2 separate regions of the Mus musculus genome follow, and region 2 is linked to region 1. Evidence: chromatin contacts called from public promoter capture Hi-C data. All regions are on one chromosome and are shown on one strand. Each heading gives the region's core, a stretch centred on a gene start, on an enhancer-like site or on the middle of the called end of the contact. The rest is flanking DNA. Distances are from core to core; before and after follow the strand shown.

Region 1 (4,393 bases), core at 488-2,987:
AAGACTGGAGTCAAATATGGGGCTCTCTGGCCGGGAAGCACAGTCATATGACCACCATGCTTTCTGCACAGCAGAGTGGAGACAAGAGTTAGAAAAATGCCCAAAACACAGAGCCCAAAGGGAGAAGTGAAGTGGGTTCTGTGAAATAGATGGAACCCATGGTAATAGCTTTGGAGGATTCAGTTCCATGCGGAAAACCCTTGGTGGATGGATACCAGGCTTGTTTCTCCCCACCACTCTAAAGGCATCGAATGCCCAGCGGTGGTGCACTGTTTCAGGGGCCCTTGTCCATCCAGTACAGGAGTGAGGACACTCCTGGTGGTTTGGGTCTCTGAGAGAGAATCATCCTTGTCAACTTCACCAGAGTTGAAGCCATCTTGGAAACACATCTTCGGGCATGTCAGTGTGTTTCCAGGGACGTTTAACTGAAGGGGGTTTTCCACCTGCATCTCGGGCAGCACCATCCCACGGACTGACTAAAAAGGCAAAAGGGGAAATTGAAATTTGAGCTTAACGCTAACGTGCATCTCTGCTTCCAGGCTGCATGCACAGTGCCAGGGACCTCACATTCCCACCACTTTGCCTTCTGGCTACAATAGATGTGTCTATTGTCATCACAATAGCCAAAACTAAGTCGCTTTTGTCAGGTACTTGCCACACCAACAAGAAAAGTAAAACGGGGGTCTTTGAGACCCTTTTAGGGGAACAAGAAGCAGTCAGGGTCATAACCTCTGTCAGCCTCTTCTGACCCCATTCTTCCAGCCTGAAGCATTCTGTCAGGTCTCTGGACTCTCAGTTGCTCCTAGCCTCAGCTGACCTCTCTGAAGTGGCCCACCTGATTTGCCCTCTAAGACCCCTTTTGACTTCACAAAGGAATTTGTCTGTGGCCTCTCCACTGGACTATGTGAGCCCTCTGCTGAGCTTTTCCGAAGCAAAGCTGCCCTGCTAGTGACACAGCCTTAGCATTCCATTTTGCATTTAAGTAAAAGTAGTTACTCATCCTTTCTCAGCCTCAGTGATCTCATCTGTAAAATGGGGGAAACAACCTCCTTCGTGGAATGTTCTGGGAATTTAACTTGAGGATTTAGGCAAAGCTCTTACCACATTGGAATGTTACCTACTGATAAAAATATGTTGGTGAGGACTATTTTAGATTAAATACAAGAGGAACTGCACCCTCAAGCCCTGCAAATGCTGGGATCTCAAAGGAGAGGGATCCGCAGCCTTAGAGGAGTGGAGGTCATGCTTTGGCAGGGGACCAGCTTTGCTTGGCACTAGCCTGGCCTGCTGTTCCCTGCCGCAGTGAAGGGTGAGAGTGACCACCCTCTACTCCGTCCTTCAGGGGTGGAAGAGCAAGAATCTGGATGCCAGCAACCAGGGCAGGACACACGCTGGGCATCTGCCAGTCACTGACTGACTGTATCGGTAAGGGTCAAAAGGACAGCGTGGGGAGGAGGGGACGAGCCCTGCCGAGGGCAGGGTGCGAGGCTGTGTGGGAAGGGAGTCGCAATGAAGGCAGAGGCTCCGGGGCCTTTCTCGTCCCCGCCCCCAACTCGTCCAGGCTCGAGCTAATTTCTCCCAGGGGAGAGTCGCGGGGGTCGGGGGCGTAGGGGAGGATTGAAGGTTGAGGTTAGGGATTGGGGAGCTGGTCCCGCGGCGCCCCAGTGAATCCGTCGGGCTCGGGGACCCAGCGGAACCCCCCGCGCCCGCCTCCCCCTCCGCCGGCGCGAGTGGGGCGGCGCGCTCCGCAGGGCGAGCAGCTGAGCGACCCTCGGTGCTGCGGCCCCCCGCGCCCCAGCCCGCCGCGCCCGGGCCGCGGGCGGCGCCCCTCATCCTCCCCCCGGGCGGGGGAGCCCAAGGCAGCGCCGGAGCCCGGGGGGAGCGCGGCCGCGCCGGCCAGGGCAGGGGGCAGGCAGCCGGGACGGCCCCGGGTAAGCGGGAGGAGGAGGAGGAGCGGGGCGACCGCGGGGTGAGGGGCAGCCCGGGGAGGGGGCAGCGGGCAAGCCGGAGTGGAGCTGGAGCCGGCAGCCAGCGGGGCTCCTGCAGCCCCCACACCTGCCACCGATCGGGTCACTGGGAGCCCGGCATCCGCCGGCGCCCCCACCCCCACGCGGACGTGGTAGGGACTCACCACCCGAGGACGTACGGCCCGGCCTTTAGGATCCTCAGAACCCCCGACCTTCCCAGTGTGAGGTAGAGACCCAAGATGTCCAGGCCGGGGAAGGGACTAAAAAGAGACTGTGGCCCGAGTGTGTGACCCCTGCCTCTTGCCGGGAGCTGTCTGCAGACTCACTGCAGAATGCAGGCCCTGGGGAAGCTCAGGGGGCCTGGGCCCTGCTTCCTGGGACAGACCTTTCACCCCCACATAACTAGGCATGTGGGCTTAGTAAACTGCTTAGACCCAGGACTTGTGCCTGGGAAGAACTGAAGGGGCATCTGTTCCCTCTGAGTTGGGGACAGGGCCACACTTAGGCCTGGTAGCTCCAGAGGCTTGCCAGTGCATAGGGGGCTGTTCTTGTACCCACTTCTTGACTCCCAGACTGTACCTGGTTTTCGTGTCTGCTACTACTCAAAAAGAGTTGGTTTGGGGGCTTGAGAATCTGCAGATAGGATACATCCTGAAACCTCTGCCACACCCAGAGTGAGTCCGTGTTCTTCTTTCTTGCTCTTTGCCCTCTCGAAGGCCCAGGACTCCCCCATCCCCACCTGCTCGTGCTGTTATGTAATTAACCCAGCTGAGCCTCTTTGCTAAGCTGGCAGCATCCAGGGATGCCCCAGAGGCCTAGGGACCTGAAGGGTTGTGCGTGGTGGTAGCGTTAGTTTTGTCTCCGTAGGAAGCAGGCTCAGAGGAGCACCTGTTGGGGAAGGGACATGCATGAGGCAGGCACAAGAGAGATTAGAGTCCTAGTCTTAGCTAAGGTGGCTTCCTTCCCTAAGTCTCTGGGTCTTGATTTATTGGTGATGGATTTTTGTTCTTCAATAAAATGAAAGGCATCATATACATGCATATGGACATATGGATGCCCAGGTACACACACTGCAAGTTTATGAGCCCATGCAACTGTAGATAGTGACCCATTCCTAGATTGCCAGGAGGTTCAACTGAGCGTCTGGGAAAACCTTAGAGGACAAGTAGCCACGGTTCATTGCAATACCTTCTCTGTGCCAGGCACTGGGCTTTCCGTGGACAACCTCACAATACCTATGAAGTTTCTTGGCCAAGGTCATCCTTTAAATTATTTAAATAAATGGCAGAGCTGGGAGTCTAACCTTGATGGTTCTTGCTCCAAACCCTGCCCTTTATTTACCATTGTGCACATATACATACATAATCGTAGGTTGAGTGTTGTGAACCAGGACAGCCTGGGGGGAGGCATTCACCTATGATCCATGCATATATAAAAACACACACATGAAAACATGATATGATGGAAACCATCAGAGCCCAGGAAACCACCTCTCTGCACCCACTTACTATGGGGGGGTTCATCATTCAGCCCAGGTTTTCTCCTTCCAGCGAAGAGGTTTACTGAGGCTGTCTTGGGGGCTATTGGCTTTGCTCTACACACGTGCAGAGCATGAGTCCAAAGCAGACGTTTTACTCACAAACCTACAGCTAAAATTCATCAAAGCTAGGGTTTGTGTTCAAGCTCTAAAAGTCACAGGAACTGAGCCAGCGAAAAGGTAATGAATTCATCGCCAGCGTCCAGCCCCTTCCTGGGCAGCAGCTGTGTGCTGCCAGGCCCTCTGAGCGCCAAGGGACGTCATAGACTCAGACCCGGCTTTTAGCTTGTCACTGTTTAGAATTACTAAGCTTAAACACGCAAAGCACCGCAGAAAGTAGCTGAGGTTCCAAGCTATGTGGTTTGGAGCGCACAGAACTTCTCTGAAGTGCAAATAGGAATACTTCTCCCTTAGGGGCATTGTATTGACCGAGGATAACTGTGTGGGCAGGCTAGCAGCCAGTGCTCTAATGTATTACTCTCTAGAGTCAATGCAGTCATCTAGTTCAGTGGGACTTTGGGAAATACTGGGGGCATTTTAGGTCATCTTGGTAACTGGAGGCTGCTGTGGGCACTTACCTCCTGAGAGTCTTAAAATTAAGATGTCCAGAATATGATGAGAGCAGTTCTGTACAGAAAAGAGTTTCCTCCCCTGAGGATGCCAAGAGGGCATCCATTAAAATGCATTTGTTCTTCAGGATGAGATGGAGAGAGGCTGATGTTTGTCCCAGGCTTGGGGCTGGGACTGAAGTTTAAATCCAAGTCTAGTTAGTGCTCTCTCTGCTGTGCACTGAAGTATGCTTTGGTGGAGGGAAATTGGAGCCTGTGAAGAATCAAGGGTTTCAAACAAAAAGAGTGGATAAGAAAGAACTTGGGGATAGATGGAGATA
Region 2 (4,396 bases), core at 8-2,507, 1.1 Mb after region 1:
TCTAGTTGGGCAAGCAAAAAACCCGTACTAGCAAATCAAAAGGGGGAGAGACCAGGCTGGTAGAGGGCAGCCCCGGAGTCCCGGGGCAACGGGATGGAGCAGCGCCACCTCAGCTCACCGGGCGAGGAAAATCAGTCTCAAGCGGGCTAGAAAGCGGCTCTTCTGCTCAAAGCCCGCGAAGGAGTGAAGGTCACCGTGAGAGGCGGCGGGACGTAAATAAATAAAATGGAAACAGACGAAAAGGAAGACGCCAAGAGCTCAGGATTCGGGAAAGCTGGGTTCTCTCCAGCTTGAGGTAGAGCTGTCAGAAGTCAAAGTGCATCTGCTTTTGTCAGAGTATGAAGGCAGGTTGTGTGCGTGTCAGACTGCCCACCACCGGGTTTTCCCCTTTAAAAAAAACACGGAAAGAAAAGAACACGGGAGTAGAAAGCTTTGGATCCTACATTGCCGGTTTCTTGCAGTGAGTTGGGACGCTCTGGGCGCCCGCGCTGGGCCTGGGGAGGGGGCGGGGGCAGACCGAGGTGTGGGGGAGATGGCGGGTTGGGTAGGATATTTTGTTGATTGTAGTTGTTGCTTAGGTAGCCCCCACCCCTTTGGAGAGTTTTCTTTTTTGTGCCAGTCAAAAATGGAAAGGGACCGTCCGCTTCGGGCGGACGCAGCCGGGCGCACTCGCTCGCTCCCCACCGCCCCAGCCCTGTCACCTCGGCCGGTGGCCTGCCAGGCAGTCTGCCGCGTCCTCCGAGCGGCCCTCCCTGCGCTTGGACTCCTGGGGAGGCAACACGGTCTGGCTCTTCACTGCGCCTGGACGAGCATCCTGGCTTCAGTCACAACTCGCGGCCGCTTGGGCGCGCAGCCTTGCATCGCTCGGCCCACGATCCCGCTGCCTGTGTTCCGGCCCCACAGTCGCTCGACTTTTTTTTTTTTCCTTGTCCCCCCCACCTCTCTTTTTGTGCGGTGGCAAATCTGGGTTTTCTTTCTAGTCTCCTTCCTTTCTTTTTCCCTCCCTTTTTCTTTTCCTTGGTCAACGCGAGAAGCCAGGGGAGGGGGCGTCTTGGAGAGCTTTAGAATGTCCTGGGGCTGCGGCTATAGAAGGCCAGCGGCTGGAACAGTTTGGCGCGGATTGCCGGTGTCGCTGTCCGGCCCGCGGGTTCCTTGTTGGCTCTCCCCAGGCGCGCGTCCCTCGGTCCCTAGTCTCCTGGCCCAGTCTTCCGCGCGTCTCTCCCCAGCTCCAGCGGCTCGGTCACTGCTCCTGGCTGTTGGCTGAGCCCTGGAAGCCCCCTCGCCTTAATGCAGCGCCCGCCGACGTCACGGCAGTCTGTGACCAATCAGCGCCTCGCGGTCCTTCTGTAAACCATTCTGCGTCCCCCCCGGCCGGGGAGAATGCGGGGAGACCGCGTTTAGAGGATCAGTGGCGGCGGGCCCGCGCGGTGCCGGCGACTAGCAGCGAGATGTCCTGGCCCCTTCCAGGTTTGGTAAGACGTCCGTTTCGGCATCAAGGATTGACAGTAGGCGGGAGGAAGCGCGGAAAGGAGGCGCGGAGGAAGTCAGAGTTCTGGGTGGGGGTAAAAGCAAACCTATATATTTAAAAAGACTTGTTGGGATTAGATTGCAGCGAGATCTGGAAGCTTGGGAGGTCCTAGTACACTGGTTTTGCAAATCACTAGGTGTTGATAGCCCGCCCCTTGTTCGTTTGGCCTGGAAATTGCCCCCGGCGTAGCTCGAGTCTAAGGAGAGGTAGGGGGCGCTTGGCAGCGTAATCTCGCCTTCTGTCTGTTTCGGTGCCTCCTCCCCCTGTCCATCCAAAGTCCACCCGGCAGGGAGTCTGGGAGACACGAGTGTCGATCTCCCGCTGCGCTCACTTGCAAAGTTGATTCGGGCGATTTCCTGATGGGGGCGGGAGAAACCGGAGGCCCGGCGCCAGGGTGGGAGAAAGAGTGGGTGGGGAAGCGCTTCGGGTGAGGAGCTCCAACTCTGGCAAGAAGTTGTGAGAAAATTGTGATCCGGAGACACCTTTTACAAACAAAAACAAATGACTAGGTGGGAAACGGCGGGGCTCCCGCAGCTGGGGGGAGGTGGTAGCAGCGGGGGACTGCACCGTAGCAGCAGGGGAGGGAGGCTTGTGGCGCACTGACCGAATATGCCTGGCTCCCATTCCGGTCGTCCCTTTTCCAGGCTTCGAACAAGTTCCTTTCTTCGGACGTCAACCGACCTACCAGAGTTTATTCCTTAGGAATGTTACACTTTCCCAATTCTGTCCACGTTGTAAATTCCTGGCCACCTTCTTTGGGGGACGGCGACGAATCTGCCTAAGTGTGGAAATCGATGCGGGTCCTGAAGGCTTGAGCTTTAAAGAGTATTCTAGTTCCCAGGAGCACTCAAGTTAAGCATAGCAGCCCCCCCTCCCCCAAGCTTAACCCAAACATCTCAAAGTGGTGCCACTTCTGCTCTTATTTGGGGGAGGTGCTAGGAAAGCCCATTTGATCAAACTTGGAAGGACCCTGCAGCCAAATCTAGATGGAATTTCAGAATCTGTCTTTAGAGTTATTTCATCTATGAGCCTAGCAGATCTTCTACAGGGCTAAATTAGGAGAAAAGTGTGCAGAAACGCGGTTGGACTGGCAGTGAATCCGCATCCACTAACACAATACCCTTTTCCAGCGAAGAGAGAAGAAGCTGTTACGAATCTAGCTTTTGTTTGATGAGGTTGTTGGGTTTTTATAGGGCTGTGCCAATGACCCCTTTTCTCTCTCTTGCACCACCTGGCAACCCCGAAACTCATCAGCAGCTCTGGCCTTCCCACCCGCATGATCTTTGCTTTGTAAATCCAACCCGCCACGGCCTGCTTCACACGCCTTCTTAGAGATTTGCTCCCACCCCACCCCCGACCTCTGAGTGCGGGACCTCTAAAGCATTCTCGGTACCCCTGTCCACATACCCATTCCCATGGAGCGGCTGTGGACCAAAGTAGTGCAGCCAATAGTTCTCAAGCATAAATCCCTCTCCTGGTCCTTCCTAGGCTTAGACTCAGGGCTGATCAGGGTAAGAAGGCGACCTTCCCACCTAAAGGGCAGGTTTGGACTGAGCGCCGGCGATTTTCCTGCGAGCCCAACACTTCCTAGAACAAGTCGATTAATACCCAGAATTCAGACACCCCAGGAAGAGCCAAGTGAGGAGCGCGAGATCCTGTTATCCCGAAGACACCCAAGCGGCTGCCAAAAAGAAGGGGCCGTTGGTCCCTTTGCTCTCCATTTCCAGCTGTTCCAGAACTAGCTGCTATCTCTCTGGACTCACCAGCCCCTCTAGGAAATCTGTGAGTCGCCCAGGTCGCCAGCGGCTCACACCCCGCGCTGCTGGGTTACTTCACCTGTAAAGCAGAGGGGTCCGGGAAGGGGGGACTAGGAAATTGCTGTCCTAAGAACCTGTAGGGTCACACTGTACTCTATTGCCCGACTTTTCCGATTGGCATCTTCCTTTGGTAGTGGAGGGGAGATTGTTTAAGTAATTTAGGGTGCGATGACTTTGAGACCCACTTATGGGAGAGAGGGCATCTTTTAGAGACCTGGAGTTGGGGTGAAGACAGGATGCTGGTTTTAGGGCATAGTATTCAGCTGGTCTCCGTGTCCTGATGGTGAAGAAAATGGGCCCCAGAGTCAATTCTGGCCTATGGGGTTTGTGTGTGTGTGTGTGTGTGTGTGAGAGAGAGAGAGAGAGAGAGAGAGAGAGAGAGAGAGAGCACAATGCAAGATGTGTCTCTTGATTCCTTGATTCTATGTTTAAAATCTAGATTTAATTTTTTCACAGTGACAGAACACACAATTAACGTCCTCCATTCCACCGGTTCCACTGAGCTCTTATTTTGAAATGTAATCAGTAGTAGAGACAAGGAGAGAAAACTGACCCAGCTTTCTAAATCTGTCATCTCCGATTCCACCGAGCTCTGCTCTTCGTGTGTATGACCTCTGAAGACGATCCCCCAACCTCCCCTCCTCACCTAGACCTCTGAGCAGTCCACCATCTCAAGTACACCCATTTTCCTACCCTCCATCCTTCAAAGTCACATAGACCCTCTGCCACTTATACCCAGTGGGTGTCCAGAGATTCAGTTTGACCGCCTAGCCATCATTCAGCGACCACAGACCTATCACAGAATCCCCTCCACCCGACTCCCCACACACAGTAGGAAAAGGCCCCAGAGGGCTCAGATAGTGGCTTCCACCGCCAAGGTTTGTCTTCTGAAAGGATTCTCAAAAATCAGCTTGTAAGGATGGAGAGACCGTGTCTCGGAAATGGGACTGGCCAGTCCTCCTCGCTCAGACACCCGCTGATCTTCCTCGCCTCCTGGGTCACCCCACCACAATCTTGAATGATTCCCGCCATACAGGGGCTGTTCTTTCTT

The links. Promoter capture Hi-C pulls out the DNA fragments that hold promoters and counts their contacts.
Region 2: a promoter capture Hi-C map of embryonic stem cells shows a contact between it and region 1, with 6 times the contacts expected there. The contact joins the promoter of Lhx1 here to the promoter of Rasl10b in region 1. A contact is called at or near these places in 1 of 39 promoter capture datasets (embryonic stem cells) and 1 of 9 other capture datasets (adipose tissue).

What each region holds. Positions count from the first base shown.
Region 1 is chr11:83,407,951-83,412,343 of GRCm38.p6, forward strand. It overlaps Rasl10b (RAS-like, family 10, member B), which reads left to right and starts at 1,738. Exons shown (of 4, transcript NM_001361568.1): 1 at 1,738-1,931.
Region 2 is chr11:84,524,277-84,528,672 of GRCm38.p6, forward strand. It overlaps Lhx1 (LIM homeobox protein 1), which reads right to left and starts at 1,258. Exons shown (of 5, transcript NM_008498.3): 1 at 1-1,258. It overlaps Lhx1os (LIM homeobox 1, opposite strand), which reads left to right and starts at 1,384. Exons shown (of 4, transcript NR_038057.1): 1 at 1,384-1,472.